2 separate regions of the Zea mays genome follow, and region 1 is linked to region 2. Evidence: chromatin contacts called from public Hi-C data. All regions are on one chromosome and are shown on one strand. Each heading gives the region's core, a stretch centred on a gene start, on an enhancer-like site or on the middle of the called end of the contact. The rest is flanking DNA. Distances are from core to core; before and after follow the strand shown.

Region 1 (7,709 bases), core at 965-3,464, 130 kb after region 2:
AGTAGGTTCTAGGGAAGGAATAGCCAAGACAAGACTTACCCCTTACCCCTTCATTTTTGCAGAGAGGTTGCGTAGAGCCCAAGACCTTTGACTAAGTAGAAAGGCTCCTAACTACTGCACCCATACCCACCCAGATAGATGCTTTGGCGCTGTTTATTTTGGCCCTGAAAAAATCCAATTACCTTTTTCCCCAAAGCATCAACACCCAAAAACCAAATGCCATGCAGCATAAGAAGCAGACCAAACATCATCTCAAATCTCAAAGTTCATGTCCTTACTACTAGCTAGTTTGGCATCGGTGGACATGCCAATAAACATTGAAGGTGTTTAATGCCTGCAGGTCAGATAAGTGTGGTTCTTGCCTACTCTGAACTCCTTCGTGCTCTCTGGCATCGGTGGACATGTCCATGAACATTAAGGGGCTGTTTGGTTGCTGCCCTGGCCTGGGGGCTGCTGCTGGCCAGGCACCTTGATCTCACAACAGGCCTGCGAATGCTACCTGGGTCAGGCACGTTTCCCAGGTCAGCAAGCAATTGCCTGTTTGGATGACTCCTGACCAGAGCTGCCTAGGCCAGACAGTGCTCCGAGGTGGCCAGGATCATATACCTGGCCAAGCACTGCCTACCAGGGTACAAACCGGTGCTGCCTGCCAGGCAGCAATACAGACCCTAGGCTCAGCAAATCATGCACCTGGGACCAGCCGCCTATGCTTGGCAGGTTTCACAGGATAACAACCAAACAAGCCCTAAAGCTAGCGGATCAGATAAGTGAGCTCCTTTACTGCAGGTATTGATATTAAACCTTGTGATATAGGGTGTATGGGGCTCACACCTAGAAAATCAAAAAAGGAAGGACTTACGGGGCTTTAAGTACCAGAATTTAGAATCAGCAGATCCAAGTCGATCCAAGGTTTTAAAACGAATCAGAGTTCACAGAGAGGAGTGTCCTTTAGAGAAGAATGTATTATTTGTGGGAACAGCTCATATTTCCCAATAGGAACTTCATATGTAGGATTCCGATTCACAGCTACATCATTAAACAATTATTTCTTATAAGCTTTTAAAGCATTTCCGTTTAGTACCATTGTTCAATCGAACCCAATGTTGTAAAACTGATGTATATTATGATCCACAAGAGGTGCTGTGCCCCTTACAATGGTTTTACTAATTTAAAAACTGACTATTACTATCCTAGAAGTAAGCTAAAAGAGTGAGTGCTGAACAACAAAAGCCATCAATCAGAGAAATTTGCTGAAACATTTAGGTGATGAATTCACATCAGCATTGAATTCTGATGGATCGCAACCACCCAAACACACACACACACACACAAGAACACAGTGTCATGTATTGAGTCAAAAGATCACCAATACATATTGTCATACTTTTCCTTCTTCTAAAATGCTAGTGTGGTGGGAAGGCCCTATGCAAAAGTCCAATTTGGTGCCTGTAGCCAGTAGGCATCCGCTGTAGTAGATTCAATATTGTGGGTTAAATGAGGCATAATAGGCACAGTAAAGTGGTGATATCACATTTCTACAGAGCCGTTGTAAGCGCTGGCATACATTCCAGTGTTCCATAGCACAAGAAAACACAAAAGAGGCCCCAGAATCAAGAGGTAGCTTTTAAGTCCTAACCAATCCTGAGTTATCTATGACAGAATTTATCCACAATCACGTCACACCGTAAAGACTTACTAGGCTACAGAAATGCAAGCATCAGCGGACCCCGAGTAGGCAAAGCGAGCGGCCTCCAGTAGCAAGGGCAAGGCGCAATGTCACGCGATTTAGCAGCACATCAAAGAGAGCAAGCTAAATCCTAGAGTGGAGAAGCCAGGGGAAGCAACAGCAGGCCCTACCGTCACCAGATAGCCCGTCGAGCCGGTCCTGCGTCGCGCCGCCAGCGGGCGCCGGCGACGCCTGGGGCGGAGGCGGGGGAGGGTGGGGTTGCCTCGCGGGCGGCGAGGGCGCGGGAGGGGGCTTCACGCGCCCCGAGGCGCGGCGCAGAGCCTGGCCCATGTACCTCCGGTCCTCCGGCCACAAGCGGCGGCGAGCGGGAGGTGGCCGCTGGACTGCTGGGGACTGGGGATGGATCAGGGACAGGGACGACGCGGCGGGCGAGCGCGCGGGGCGGCCACGGCGTGTGCGAGCCTTGGTCGGCGGTTTTGGGCGCGACGTGTTGGGTTTTCGGCCCGTCCCCACGGAAGTCATTTACGTGCTCACCGAACTCGTACCGTGTTTTATTTAAAACTAACTCAGAACCAGTTTTTTTAAAATAACATTTTGCTGCACAACTGTGACTGGATTGAGCTGAATCGCCAGCGGTGCCAGATCAGGACAGCAAGCAAACACGCTAAATAATCTTTATTCTGTTACCTTGGCTTTAATTAGGTTAACGTCTACTACTTTGTTTTGTCTTTATAGATTACGATTAAAATAGTCTGAATAGTCGGCTTTAATACGAAATGAACATTCTTCTTAGCGTGGATAAATCCAGTACCAGTATACTACGCTCGTGTATTCCAGCAGAGGGTTTCACAAAAGAACGGTTGATGTTGGTGGCCGGTAAGATCGACTGCAGCGTCTGCCACTCCCCTGTATGGCGTCTACAGTAGCCCGCCAAATGCCACAGCGCACATACCTATTCTCACCTCTATACCGTGGCGGCAGTTTTTCTATGTTGTCGTAGTGTCCTTTTAGGTGTGTTTGGTTTGATATCAAAGTTAGATGAGTCGGGGACGACACCGTCTCTTTGATTTTTTGGGATCACGTCGCCCCAAAAATCACTTCGGGGTTCACCTCGTTCATGCTTGACTCTCAACCAAACACTATAGAAGACGTGGCCGCCTCATTCCATCCCTCCTCGTACATTCAACCAAACGCACCCTTATACATTGTGTTGTTCTTGTATTTTGTAACCACGGGTAATTGTTAGTAGAGAAAAAAAATTAATAATAGATGATAAATATATATATATAAAAATGATATTTTATGATTGTAGTGGGGTATAGGGGAAGAATTTATGCGAAACTGGTACGGAAAAAATAGGGGTGGAATCTTAACGTCGTGGTGCAAAAGTAGAATATAGGGGGAAAATTTAGAGGAATCATTGTTGATGGTCTAAGCCGATGGAGGGCGATACTTGCTATATTAAACTCTATGTATGTAGATGAAGCTATAATTATTAGTACTGTATAAGTAATTTGATAACATGGAAAGAAGAAAATAGGTATACTTATGGTTTGCTTGGAAGCACCATAGTTTCTATGAAATTAGTTCCTATCACGAGTTTCTAGAAATTGGGTTATAAAGAAAACTTGGTATGTATGTCTCTTGGAAACTAGTTTCTAGCTTTTTTATATACAAAGATAAGTCTACGCCTACTCTATTTTACAAGAAGTTGATTCAATTGTTCCCTCCATTTTTCTTTGCTGCCAGTTTTAAATATAGGTTGAACTCATATTTTTAGTTCAAAATTTTCAAATAATAATTTAACTTTCAAATTGGGCAAAACGGGCATCGATGGGATCACATGCATAGATCTGAGAGTGGTGGCAATCACCGTAATTTTCACCAAGCCAACTAAGGGCAGTATGTAGTTTGACAGGAAAAAATTGGCTTTAGCTAGGGAATACCAGCATCTTAGTTTCTTAAAAACTTTAAAAACGGAGAATCCAGTTTCTAGAAACAAGAGCATAAATTGACATGTTTGTAACCATCCCAATTTATATAAATCAATTTTTAAAAACTATGTAGTTCCAAACATGCCCTTAGCACAAAACGTATATGAGAATATATAAATGAAATAAATAAATATGGAGATAAATCATTTGACGAGGAATTTATTAAAATGGGTCACTATTCATTGTCGCTGTACAAAATGAGTCACGTCTCAAAGTACCCATTTTTGGATGATGGTAGCAAACTAAATTTCCTGTGTCGTGTTGTAATCTTGAACATGGCTGAATTCTGAATGGTGGTAGCAAACTGTTTCATGGCATCAAAGTGAATTTTTAAAATTATGGATGGTGCTAGCAAATAGAATGTTATGGCATCTTGTTTGCTGTCAACTTTTGTTTGGTTTCGAATTTTCTTGTCAACATTTCTTTAGCACCAGCACTGCTGTCGGAGAGTAAACTACAGCCAGGTGGCAGAATGCACCCGCCTAATTCCAAAAACAGGGGACTTCCTAGGTTTTGCCTAATGAGATGGATGGACATAAGAACACACAAGGATTTAGAGTGGTTCGGACCGCCGAAGCATAATACCCTCTTCCACTCTGAGTTCTATTGTGGAGAGCTTGAGAAAGCCTAGCTAGGTCTGGATGGAGATGCCTCCGAGGGAGTTCAAGTGTGCTCGTCTCTGGGGGTTCTCGTCCCCAGGGGGCTTCAGTCCCTTCCCTTGCAACACATGTGCCCTCCTTTTATAGGCTAAGAGGAGCACATACAAGAGAGTTGGGCTCGACAGGTGGGCCCATGCATACTAAAAATATGAAGCACTGAGCGACGGGAAGGGCTGATGGACCAAGGTCTTTTTCCGCAGTGGGTAGGTGTCATCCCTTGGTCGTCGTGCGGGCTCATCTTCACTCCGTCTTGTCAACGTGTGGATGAAGGCTTTGGCATAGGTTATGGCGTAGCCTAGCCCGTCGTCTTGCATAGGTGAGTAGGTGGACGGTGTTGTCCCATCCCCTCTGCCTGTCTTTTCGCCTGGTGTCGTAGTGAGAACAGCGGGCGTCATGATGGGAGTTACCCACACGTGGTGCAGTGGGTCAATGGTATTCACCTTCGATAACGCGTGGGTTACTGGAGCGCCTTAGAGCTTGCAGATTGCACACACCGCCTACATTTAATGCGATCGCACGCCACCGGCCACTTGTGTGAACAGGCAAGCGTCTTGCCCGTCTTTAATGCCGGCGGCCACCATTGCTAGAGGCCCGCATCAAGCGACGCCTAGCAGCTTCCGTGATGCGCCACAGGCCATGTGGCAGCAACATACCCCCTGCCTGGGCGGAGAGCATTGGCTGGGGAAACATGCAGACGTGGCAGCTCGGGACCTCCCTTGGTCTGGGTCCAGAAAGGACTCATGGGGGTCCAGGTTCCACCCGCGATGGCCCGGACACGTGGAGGCACCAGATCTTCCCTGACCGGAGGTCCGGATGGCACACGTGGGGGGCCGAGACCATCCCACGGTGGTCCTATCCCAAGCTGTAACTACCAAGCAAGCCCACCGACGGGACCCGTGGTAGCACCGGTTCAGAGGCGATCGGGCCTATCGGACGGGCTCGAGAACTAAGTCAGGGCAGACCGCTCGTCATCTGTGGCTATGGGTAACCATAGGGGTCCTGCCTTTACCCAGCAGGAGTGGGTACCCCAAACCGACAACTACTTTAATCTCCATGATATCTTGTAAATTAAGTTTGCAACCAAATTAATGAGACCATGTAGATCATGCATGAATCAATTTCCTTTCTTTTTGTGTAAGGTTATCTCAAGGGGGACATCCTTCTTCTAAACATAAGAAAGCAAACCATCTAGTATGTTTTTGCAAGAGAGCAAATTGTTCCTTGATCGCTGAGCGATCTCAAGCCCTATCCATCTGTTATGTCCGTGTGACAACGATGTATGGAAAGAGCAGTTTCTTTGAAATCTCGTTCTAATGAAGAACCTATACGAGTTGAAGTGAATAATATTTTTTACAGCAATCATGTGACTGCTTGCCGTGTTGATCTACACTACAATGTTCTACGATCTTCATCAAGCCTTTAGGCTCAACCTCAACACTGATTGCTAAGGATCTCGTCGCTAAGGAACATACCTCAACACTGAATGGGGAACATATCTTATACAATTACTTCCTATAAAGTTTGGTCATTGACGTGTGGGTCTAGCTCGTCAGTGACCCAATTTCAGCGAAGTAACTACAAACGATCTCATCGCTAAGGAACGAAGAGTTTCCTCTAGCGTTGACATGGGTTTAATCTCATATATAAACATGATATTATTTGTCAGGTACGATTTGTGTTTAGTTTATTTAGCGGTTGTTTTAGAAATTCATTTTAATATATATATGTTGGGCACCCAGGAATAGGGTGCTCGAAGGAGGCCCAAGAAACTCCTTAAAACGGCCCACTAGCCGACCAAATGATCCCTTGTCAAGAAAACCCACGAGGCAGAGCGAACAACCAACTCTCCGTCGAGCAACCCTACGAGGTGGAACAGACCACCAACTCTCTACCGAGCAACCCTGCAAGGTGGAACAGACGACCAACTCTATGTCGAGCAACCCTGTGAGGCGAAATAGACGATCAACTCCCTGTCGAGCAACCATGCGAGGCGGAACAGACGATTAACTCCCTGTCGAGCAACCCTGCAAGGCAGAACAGACTTCCAACTCCTTGCCGAGCAACCCCGCGAGGTGGAGTGGATGACCAACTCTCCGCCGAGTAACCTGATGAGGGCATCCACACCACTGATACATCCATGTCAATACAAGTACCAATTTCTGGTCCCATTACTCACGCTCGTGTTTGTCAACACAACCTTCAGGTGAGTACACACTTGAGTTCATGGTCATCATATTTAGATCATGGAGACCCATGCACACTTGTTTTGCTTAGGAACTAGGGAGAAGATCGAAAGGGAAAAGGATTTGAGCAGGCTGGATTCGGACTATAGAAGCACACCAACTTGTGACGGTCACCACGATCACATGTGTGCTCTAATTTGGGTGATCAAGTACTACATGAAAAGCTTATCAAGTCTACTTTCATATGGATTTGGAATTATAGTCATATCTTTTGTGCGGCCGCCACAATTATCGTTTGCTTACCAAGACCTTTCCTACCTTTTCTGCCCATGGTGCTGTGTCACCCTATTTTGGCCCAATGGGTCGTGTATCAAATTGGGTCCATTAGGGATGCATCCTAGGGTTGCAGCACAACCCCAACACCCTTGTGGTCGTCCTCCCATGTTTATAAACCCCCTAGCCACCACCAAGAACAACATGTTTTGTTTAGATCAAGTTTAGCTCTCGCTACTTACTTGTAAGCGTGTGTGCTGGTTCAACCACCCGTCTTCTCGTCTTCGGAACCCCACCTTATTAGAGATTGAGTTTGAAACCTACATTTATATCTGGTAATTCAGTACTTGTTCTACTTGTTCTTGCTAGTTCTTCGATTGCTTGCAGGACGAATGCCCTAGCAGATGGGGTGTCGCGCTCCACTAGATCATGACAGCCATAGAAGGTGGTGTATCGGTTGCTAAGGCACAACATCCTTGGAAGGCTGTAGTCAGGCCCTAAACGTCGTCTCCTCCACCAATCGAGTTGTTGCACACCTTTTCATCGAAAGATCGGGAATTCACCCGATGGGTGCACATCAGATGGTAATCAATACAAGGTTTGTCGGTGAGAGATTTACTGTTCGTCGTTGTTTTCTTATCTCCTATAGTCTAGAAAAAGCCAAAAATAGTAGATTAGTTTTACCGCAATCCTAGAAACCCTTGAGCCGTTACTAGTACTACTTAGTTAGGGCTTGTTGAGTTTTTGGTTGCATCGGTTGTGTCGAGTTGCTGGTCTTAGTTTATTCCTTTAGAGTTTTGAGTTCTATCACGTTTTGGTCACCACGAGATCCACCATCACCATAAACATCTCTGGTTCGTTTTTTCCACCACGGATACATCTAAAGTCCAATTTGGAAGTTTAAATACAATCT
Region 2 (7,448 bases), core at 4,627-7,126:
GTAGCTGGATGACTGGGTTCTATGCCGGATCTATAAGAAGGCCAGCCACGTGTCACCGATGGCGTTGTCGAGCCACGTGCCGCCGATGGCGGTGCCGACGCTCTCCGACCACGAGCAGTACAAGCCCTGCGGCTTCGACGAGAACCCGTACGCAGCGACGAGCGCCGCCACGCTCCTTCAAGGCGCGTCGCCGTACCTGGCAATACATGCCGCCACTCTCCTCGTCCGCCCCGTCACGACTCACGAGCCAACTGCTGGTGAACAATGCCAATAGCTTGTCCGGGGAGATCAAGATCCCGTGGATGGATCGATCCACCGGCCTCGACGTCGGCTGCCGGGCATGGCGCAGCTGGCAAGCGCAAGAGGTCATCGGAGGCGAGTACTGGTATACTTTACACACTTAGGCCCTGTTCGTTTGTGTCGGATTGCACCCGGAATCATTCTAGCTAATCAAAGTTTATATAAATTAAAGAAACAATCCGGTTGGGAATCGTTCTGACCCATCAATCCGGCACAAACGAATAAGGCCTTAGGGTTGATTTGGTGACCCGGGATCCCGGGAGGATTAGAGAGGATTGAGGGGGAAATTAGTTTATTTCCCCCTTAATCTCCTCAAATCCTTCCGAGATCCCCTTGTCACCAAATCAACCCTTAAATCTAATTATGCAGTTTTGAGGTCAACTCCTCCAATTTTGCTGCAGCGCGTACGTATCAACTTGAGTAAATAAGCGGCGCCATGGGTACGAGGAGCAGGCACTTCATGTGTTACGAGACAAATTTGCTTATTCTAGCCGCCTGAAATTCCTAGATTTTGTCAGTATCATAGGGAGTGTTGGAGAGGGTGTGACTGACATAGCTCCGGGTGACCATGTCCTTCATGTGTTCACTGGGGAGTGCAAGGAGTGTGCACACTACAAGTCGGCAGAGAGCGACAATACACATATTTTTATGTTATGTATACTTAAGTATAAATAGATTCTATAGGAACGTCAGTTACCTAACTAGTTAGGGTTTATTTTGGAGTAGGTGGAAATAGAGGAGATCAAGAGAGGCTATAATCTCTTATTATTCAATTTTAAATAGCAGTGGATTATAGTCTCCTCAATCCCTTCTTTTAAATAGCAAGCTTCTTTTAAATAGCAAGGGATTATGGCCCAACCATGGATATTCTTCCATTAATTTATATATGCATTTCGAACTGATTCCGTAATGCTGGATTTATGGCATGCCATGTTTTTCTAGGTTGATCGATTCCGTATGAAGATTAGTGCATATACAATGAATGTTTTGAGTTGTGTCTTCGAACGTGTTTAAGAGAGTAAATATAAAAAAATTTGAAGATATGTACCTTGACGAAGACACTTGACGAAGATACTGTGTCTTGGTTCTATGCTTAAGATAAAAAACTAGTTGATTGGTTAATTTAATTTATTAAATATTTTGATTTGTGCAATAAATATTGTAAAATACGGGTTTTAGATATGCTCACTGTATTATATTGTGTTTTAGCCGTGTCTTATATTTGAAGTACCATACAACAATGTCAAGTGTCAGGATTGTACATATCTTTACGCTACCTTCGGTGTTTAACGGAGCTCTGTTACCTCGAGTATCGAACAAGACCGTTGAAAAAGAGACGACGAAAGAATTTAAACTAAAACATTGTTTTAATTTTTTATTCATGTTTTTTCTATACGTAATTTGGAGCTTTATTGTGCCGAGTTTGAATGTAATTGGACCCTACATTTGAAAAATTGTTGACGGTAGGTTTGTGCTAAGTTTGTTAAGGAAATCAAACAATTCCACCAAAATTAAGTCATTTTTTTGCTTTGTATTTTGTACTTGCGGGCAGTATATACTTTGAACATCACTAATGAACAATGCTGTACTGTATACTCCTATCTATTTTTTCCAAAACGCAAAAGATAAAAACAAAAGCTGCTTAATTACTAGATACTACATACGTTATTATCCACATATACATATGTCAAGCGTTTTTGTCCTACCCTAAAACACACCAGGAATAACTTGCTTCACGAATGAAACTATCATGTCCTGCTTCGTGGTGGTCCACATCAGAAGTTCTCCTTGTGGAAGACGAACTTGGTGGTGGTCTTGTGCGAGAAGTCCTGCGACAGGCGTCGGAGCTCCGGCGTGACCTTCTGGTCGCCGCAGTAGAAGACGCCGACGCGCTGGCCCTGGTGGTTGCAGGCCACCCGCTTGAAGACGTCCCGCCAGTTGGGCCGCGCGAAGTGCGTGCGCACCCGCGTCCCGGACACCACGTCGACGCCGCTCTTGGCGTGGTGCAGCGCTTGCAGCATCACCAGCAGCGCCGACCGCGCGTCGCCTTCCTCGTACACGCTGGTGCAGTGGTTGTGGAGCTCCACCACGTCGCCGCGGGCGTCGCGCTCCGCCACCTCGTTCATCACGCCGCGGAACCACTCGAAGGAGCCCTCCTCCCGCGTGCACCAGTAGAAGTACACGCGCCGCGTCATGAACTCCGCCGGCTGCTCTTCGTCTTTGTTGTCCGAGATGTTGTTGAGCACGTCCTTGACGATGCTGATGAGCGGGGTGGCGCCGATGCCGAGACCGATGAGGAGGAGCACGTCGTACTTGCGGTAGTCCTGCGCGGGGGCGCCGTAGGGCCCGTCGATCAGCAGCTTCGGCAGCTTCCCGCCGCCGCCGGCCGCCGTGGAGGACGCGAAGTCGGCCCGCAGGAGGCCGCTCTGGCCGGCGGCGGGCGGCCGGCACACCTGCGCGAAGAGCGCCCTGAAGCTGGCCGTCCAGTCGCCGCGGCACCGGATGTGCATGCTCAGGTAGTCGTCGCCGGGCGCCGAGGTGATGGTGAACGGGTGCCTGCAGCCACGAATGGATTGAGCAACTGATAGATCAACATCCATGGCGCGCGATCTCCGTCGCCGACGCCGGGCCCGGCAAAATAATGACGGAGGCGGGTTTTACCACTCGAAGGGCGAGACCTCGCCGCAGTTGACGTAGATGTACTGCCCGCTCTTGTAGCTGAACCCATGCGGCTTGCTCATGTGAATGGCGATGACATTCCCGGGGTACAGGGCAACCTTCTCGATCCTCACGGTGGTGAGGCCATGGGACCTCAGCGCCCGGAGAAGCCGCTCGCCGGCGTAGAGAAGGATGGGAATGGCGAGGTACATCCATGTCTGAAAATGCGCATTTGTTGTGAGGAACTGAAAGTCACTGAAAAGTTGATTAGAATAAATTCTCAAAGCAAGCTAAGCCACTGAAATGCTTTACCGTCTGTTTGTACCACGTCCTGTTGATGTAGAGGCAGACGCCGTGGACGACGAAGGCGACGTAGACGATGACGAAGAGGTGGTGCGAGTACCAGAACATGTTGAAGCCGCTGAGCCGGCGCAGCGGGTTGCCCTCGCTGAGCTTCCCCCGGCGGAACCACGGGTGCGCCAGCGTGTAGGCGACGGCCATGAGCACGACCATGATGACGCCGGTGATCCCCTCCACGCCCCTGACGAACCACCAGTAGTTGGGGATCCGGCGCTGGCCGAAGTACGCCTTCATGGGCTCGTACGCGGCGGCGCTGGCGTGCAGCAGCCGCGGGAAGTCGCACGTGAGGTGCGTCACGGCGTGCAGCGCCACGCCGACCGCCACGCCGCCGGCGACCACCTTGTGGAAGTTGATGTTGTCGTTGAACGGGACGGCGGCGCCGAGCCTGGTCCGGGACCGCAGCCACGTGATGGTGTTCCGGCACACGGGGAGCAGGATGAGCGCCATGTTGAACTTGGTGGTCTCGGCGCCGCCCTTGGCGACGCAGACGCAGTAGCCCATGACGTCGAACGTGGGGTGGCGCCGGTACGCGAGGAACTTCCAGGTGAAGAGTCCGGCGTTGATGGCCAGCCAGAGCGCCATCACCCAGACGCGCTTCCAGTTGTCCTCCGCGAAGTAGAGCACGGCCCTGGCGCCGCGCCGGAGCGGGCCGTCGTCGCGCGCTGGCGCCAGCCTCTGGCTGATCAGCTGGCTGATGTTGGAGCTGTGCGTCACCAACCTCGTCGGCGCCTGCGACGGCGGCTGCAGCAGCAGCGACTCCAGGTTCGCGATCTGTTTTGTTTGATTGGTTCGGAGGTCAGTGTCAAGCTGATACAGAATTGGGAGGGCAAGCAAACTGCAAAGCAAAGAGTAATAACCTCGATGTAGCCAAGGCTGTCAGGATCGAGCTCCTCCATGATCAGCGCCGTGTACTCGTCCACACGCTCCAGGATCTTGGACAGCTTGTTCGCAGAGGCAGTCAGAGTGAGGACCTGATGGTGCAAGAAATTCAGAAAGTTTAGATTGTTATAACTGAATTGAGCAATGTTTGTTGGGGACCATTGATCCATTTCATCGACTAGTTACATTACCTCCTTGAGCTCCTCCTCAGTGATCTGACCATCGGCATTCTTGTCAACCCTGCAACAAGTTAACAATCAAGCAAGTTCAGACATCAACAGACTTAAAAGTTTCTGAAAGTCGTATCGGAATGCACTTGACTTGACCACTGGTAGCAGAGGAAAAACTGGACTATAGGAGTGGGTAAACCAGTCATGAGTCATGACATACATGTCAAAGAAGGTCTGAAGCTTGGCATCGAATCCTGGATCAGAGAGCTGCTCCCAGAACTCCCGGACCTGATCCTTGGTGAGCACCATTGCCGTGATCCCCCTTCGCCGTGCCAGGGCGTCGAAGATCTGCGCCGCAAACTCCTCGGATCCGACCATCCCTGCAGCAAATGGTTTAGAGAAGCAGTGGAGAGAGAGAGAGAGATGCAAGAAAGAAGAGTGGTGGACGGTGACTCACCGATGCACTGGCCGAATCGCGAGCGGAGGAGGAAGCCGTCGACGGCGAGGCGGTGGAAGCGCTTCTCGACCTCGGGCCAGCCCTCGGTGACGGCGGCCTGGTTGAGGAACTGGAGGCCCCTGAGCGCGGTGACGACGCTCCTGTCGAGCCTGGCGCGGTCGGGGTCGCGGCGGAGCAGCGCCGAGAGCGGCACCGCGGCGCGCTTCCCCGACGCGATGCGGCCGAGGCGCGCGCGCGCTGCCCTGAGCTTGGAGGACAGGCCGCCCCCCGCCCCGCCGGGCGCCGGGCGGTCCAGGAGCGACGCGGCGTCCTGCGTGTCGTCGCGGACGTCGTCCTTGATGGCCAGGACGGCGACGTCGTCGCCGCCGCCGCCGCCGTCCCGGACGTCGAGCGTGACCTCCACGTACTCGTCCTCGTCCTTGAACCGCGTGCTCCGGCGGCTGCCGCTCTTGCCGTCCGTGGACGGGCTCTTGAACGCCGTCGGCAGCGGCGGTCCCGCGCCGCCGCCGCCGCCGCTCTCGTTCTGGTTTGACGACATGGCAATGGATGGAAGGTCCTGCATGGCATTCATTGCGTGAGGCACGCTAGTATGAGAAGGGAAGAATTTAATTAGCAGCAGGAGAAAGAAGAGCAACGCTTGCATCAAGTTCTTGCTCATGCTTCCATCAGATGACGTCGAAGTACTGTATCTAGTAGTGTACTAGTAGCGCATGCAAAATCTAATGAATCTTGGATGTTACGTACGTACGTAGCGGCAAGAGGAGAAATGGCGCCATATTCATATTCTCTGCGGGATTTGCTATCACTTTCCACCATGGGTGGACTGGACCGACGACGGCCATAACAGATTTGTGGAAGGTGACAACAGAAGGTGAGAAAAAAGAGCAGGGACAGCCTCACCTTGCGCAGCGCCGTGGAATCTTGAGGCCGGATGGACGGACAGATAGGGCGTGATCCAATTGTGGGGAGAGGAGAAGGGTGCAGAGCTTCAGCTCCAAGAAGGCAGTGGAGGGAACTGACGGAGAAGAAAGAATGAATGCTGTCTGTGTGCTGTGACCTCTGAGCGCTGCCGCTGAGACGTGTGGATCGTGGAGGATATATATATAGTATAGATAGACAACGCAAATAGAGCTGCAATGCAATAGGGCACGTACACAACTACACACAACACAACTTGGTTACCAGTAGGGCCCAGGACTGGATTTGGTAGCTGTGCTTGTGCTTGTGCAGCAGCAGTCCAGGCGTCCAGCTACGAGGTGCCATGGATGGGGACTTGGACGGGTCTGGGTCACCGGGACAGTTTTCTAGAGCTGCTGGGTGAGGGACAGACGGCAAAAGGCCAAAGGGACGGACGACGCAGCATGATGATTGATTGAAGGGCGCGGCGGGCGGTGTGACTGTGATGAACAATTGAACAGCTGGTGAGGTGATACAGGGGGCGGCCCCAAGGTTAGGGCTGCAAATCCGCCGGCAGCCGCGGGGGACGACGACTGCCGTGCAAACCAGTGAAACCGCTCACGCTCTGCCGGTTTTATTAGGAGCACTCGGCGGCGGTGCCGGTTCTGCTCTGCCTTTTTTTTCCTTTTAATTACTTATATATATTATACTCCAGTACTCAGTAGTCAGTACTCAGTACTGTATAGGTTTGGCTAATGACCAGGCTTTATGGGTTGGGTTCCACGTGAACCCCTAAGGCCTGTTCGGTTGTACCGGAATAAGTCAGGATTCATTTCAGCTCATCAAAATCTATATAAATTAGAGAAGTAATCCGGCTAGGAATTAATCTGGGGCTTCAATCTCAAACAATCGAATAGGGCCTAAGTTGTTTCAAGTGCATACAAGTTAGTTGCCTAAACAATAATCAGCATTTAATATAATAGGAGATAGGAGCATAAAATACTTGACTTTTTTCGGGGGGTTTCGAGGTCCTCAAAAGTGGGGCCCTCAGGACACCTGCGTCACTCCGAGTCTACTCTCGTACATATAGCAAACATGGGCACAAAAATAAGAAACAACACATCGATCATGAAAATATGCTACAAAATGGTCCTATGATTATTCTAGACATTTCTTATAATGTATTTGAGACCATAACCAATTAATTTGGATTTAAAAATGGATTATATACGAATTTTTATTCATTTTACAACTACCAGGGGCATATAATTAATTATCTATAGCTTCTAGGGTCTAAAAAGTATACTTTTGACCCTAGTTATAACTGGTGTGGAGTCCAAGTTTATTTTCGAAAAGTCTAAGGGCTCTTTTGCAAACTCGTTTTGTGACCGTTGGCTGACCAAGCGCTGAACGGTATCCATGAATACCAGTCATTGGATCACACGTGTACACGCTAGATTAAACATGGCTCTATGTGCGAGACGCGCATGCGACACTGAAGGCCTCCGCGATGGGGAGATTGCCGGTGAGCTTACGCCGGCTGGCAGAGGAGAGGGCAATGATTTTGATGGTTTCGATGATTCTTGAGACAATGTTATATTTGAGAAATTTTATTGCCAAAAAATATATTTGTATATGACTCGTTATCCATAGCAAACATATAGATTACCCAACCCAAGGGTGAACATGTTACATGTCTTCTCGCACAGAAACACTCATCTCTGGAG

Evidence for each region. A called contact is a pair of places that touch in the nucleus more often than the background predicts.
Region 1: a Hi-C map of endosperm shows a contact between it and region 2, with 4 times the contacts expected there. The contact joins the promoter of LOC100277567 here to the promoter of LOC100381459 in region 2. A contact is called at or near these places in 3 of 25 Hi-C or Micro-C datasets (ear, endosperm and leaf).

Annotation. Positions count from the first base shown.
Region 1 is chr10:25,131,217-25,138,925 of Zm-B73-REFERENCE-NAM-5.0, forward strand. LOC100277567 reads right to left here and starts at 2,215. Exons shown (of 3, transcript NM_001151090.2): 1 at 1,858-2,215. The coding sequence starts at 2,209.
Region 2 is chr10:24,994,181-25,001,628 of Zm-B73-REFERENCE-NAM-5.0, forward strand. It overlaps LOC100381459, which reads right to left and starts at 5,877. Exons shown (of 8, transcript NM_001361430.1): 1 at 5,725-5,877; 2 at 4,825-5,380; 3 at 4,588-4,747; 4 at 4,389-4,437; 5 at 4,176-4,289; 6 at 3,271-4,089; 7 at 2,962-3,176; 8 at 1,827-2,856. The coding sequence starts at 5,362. The coding sequence ends at 2,076.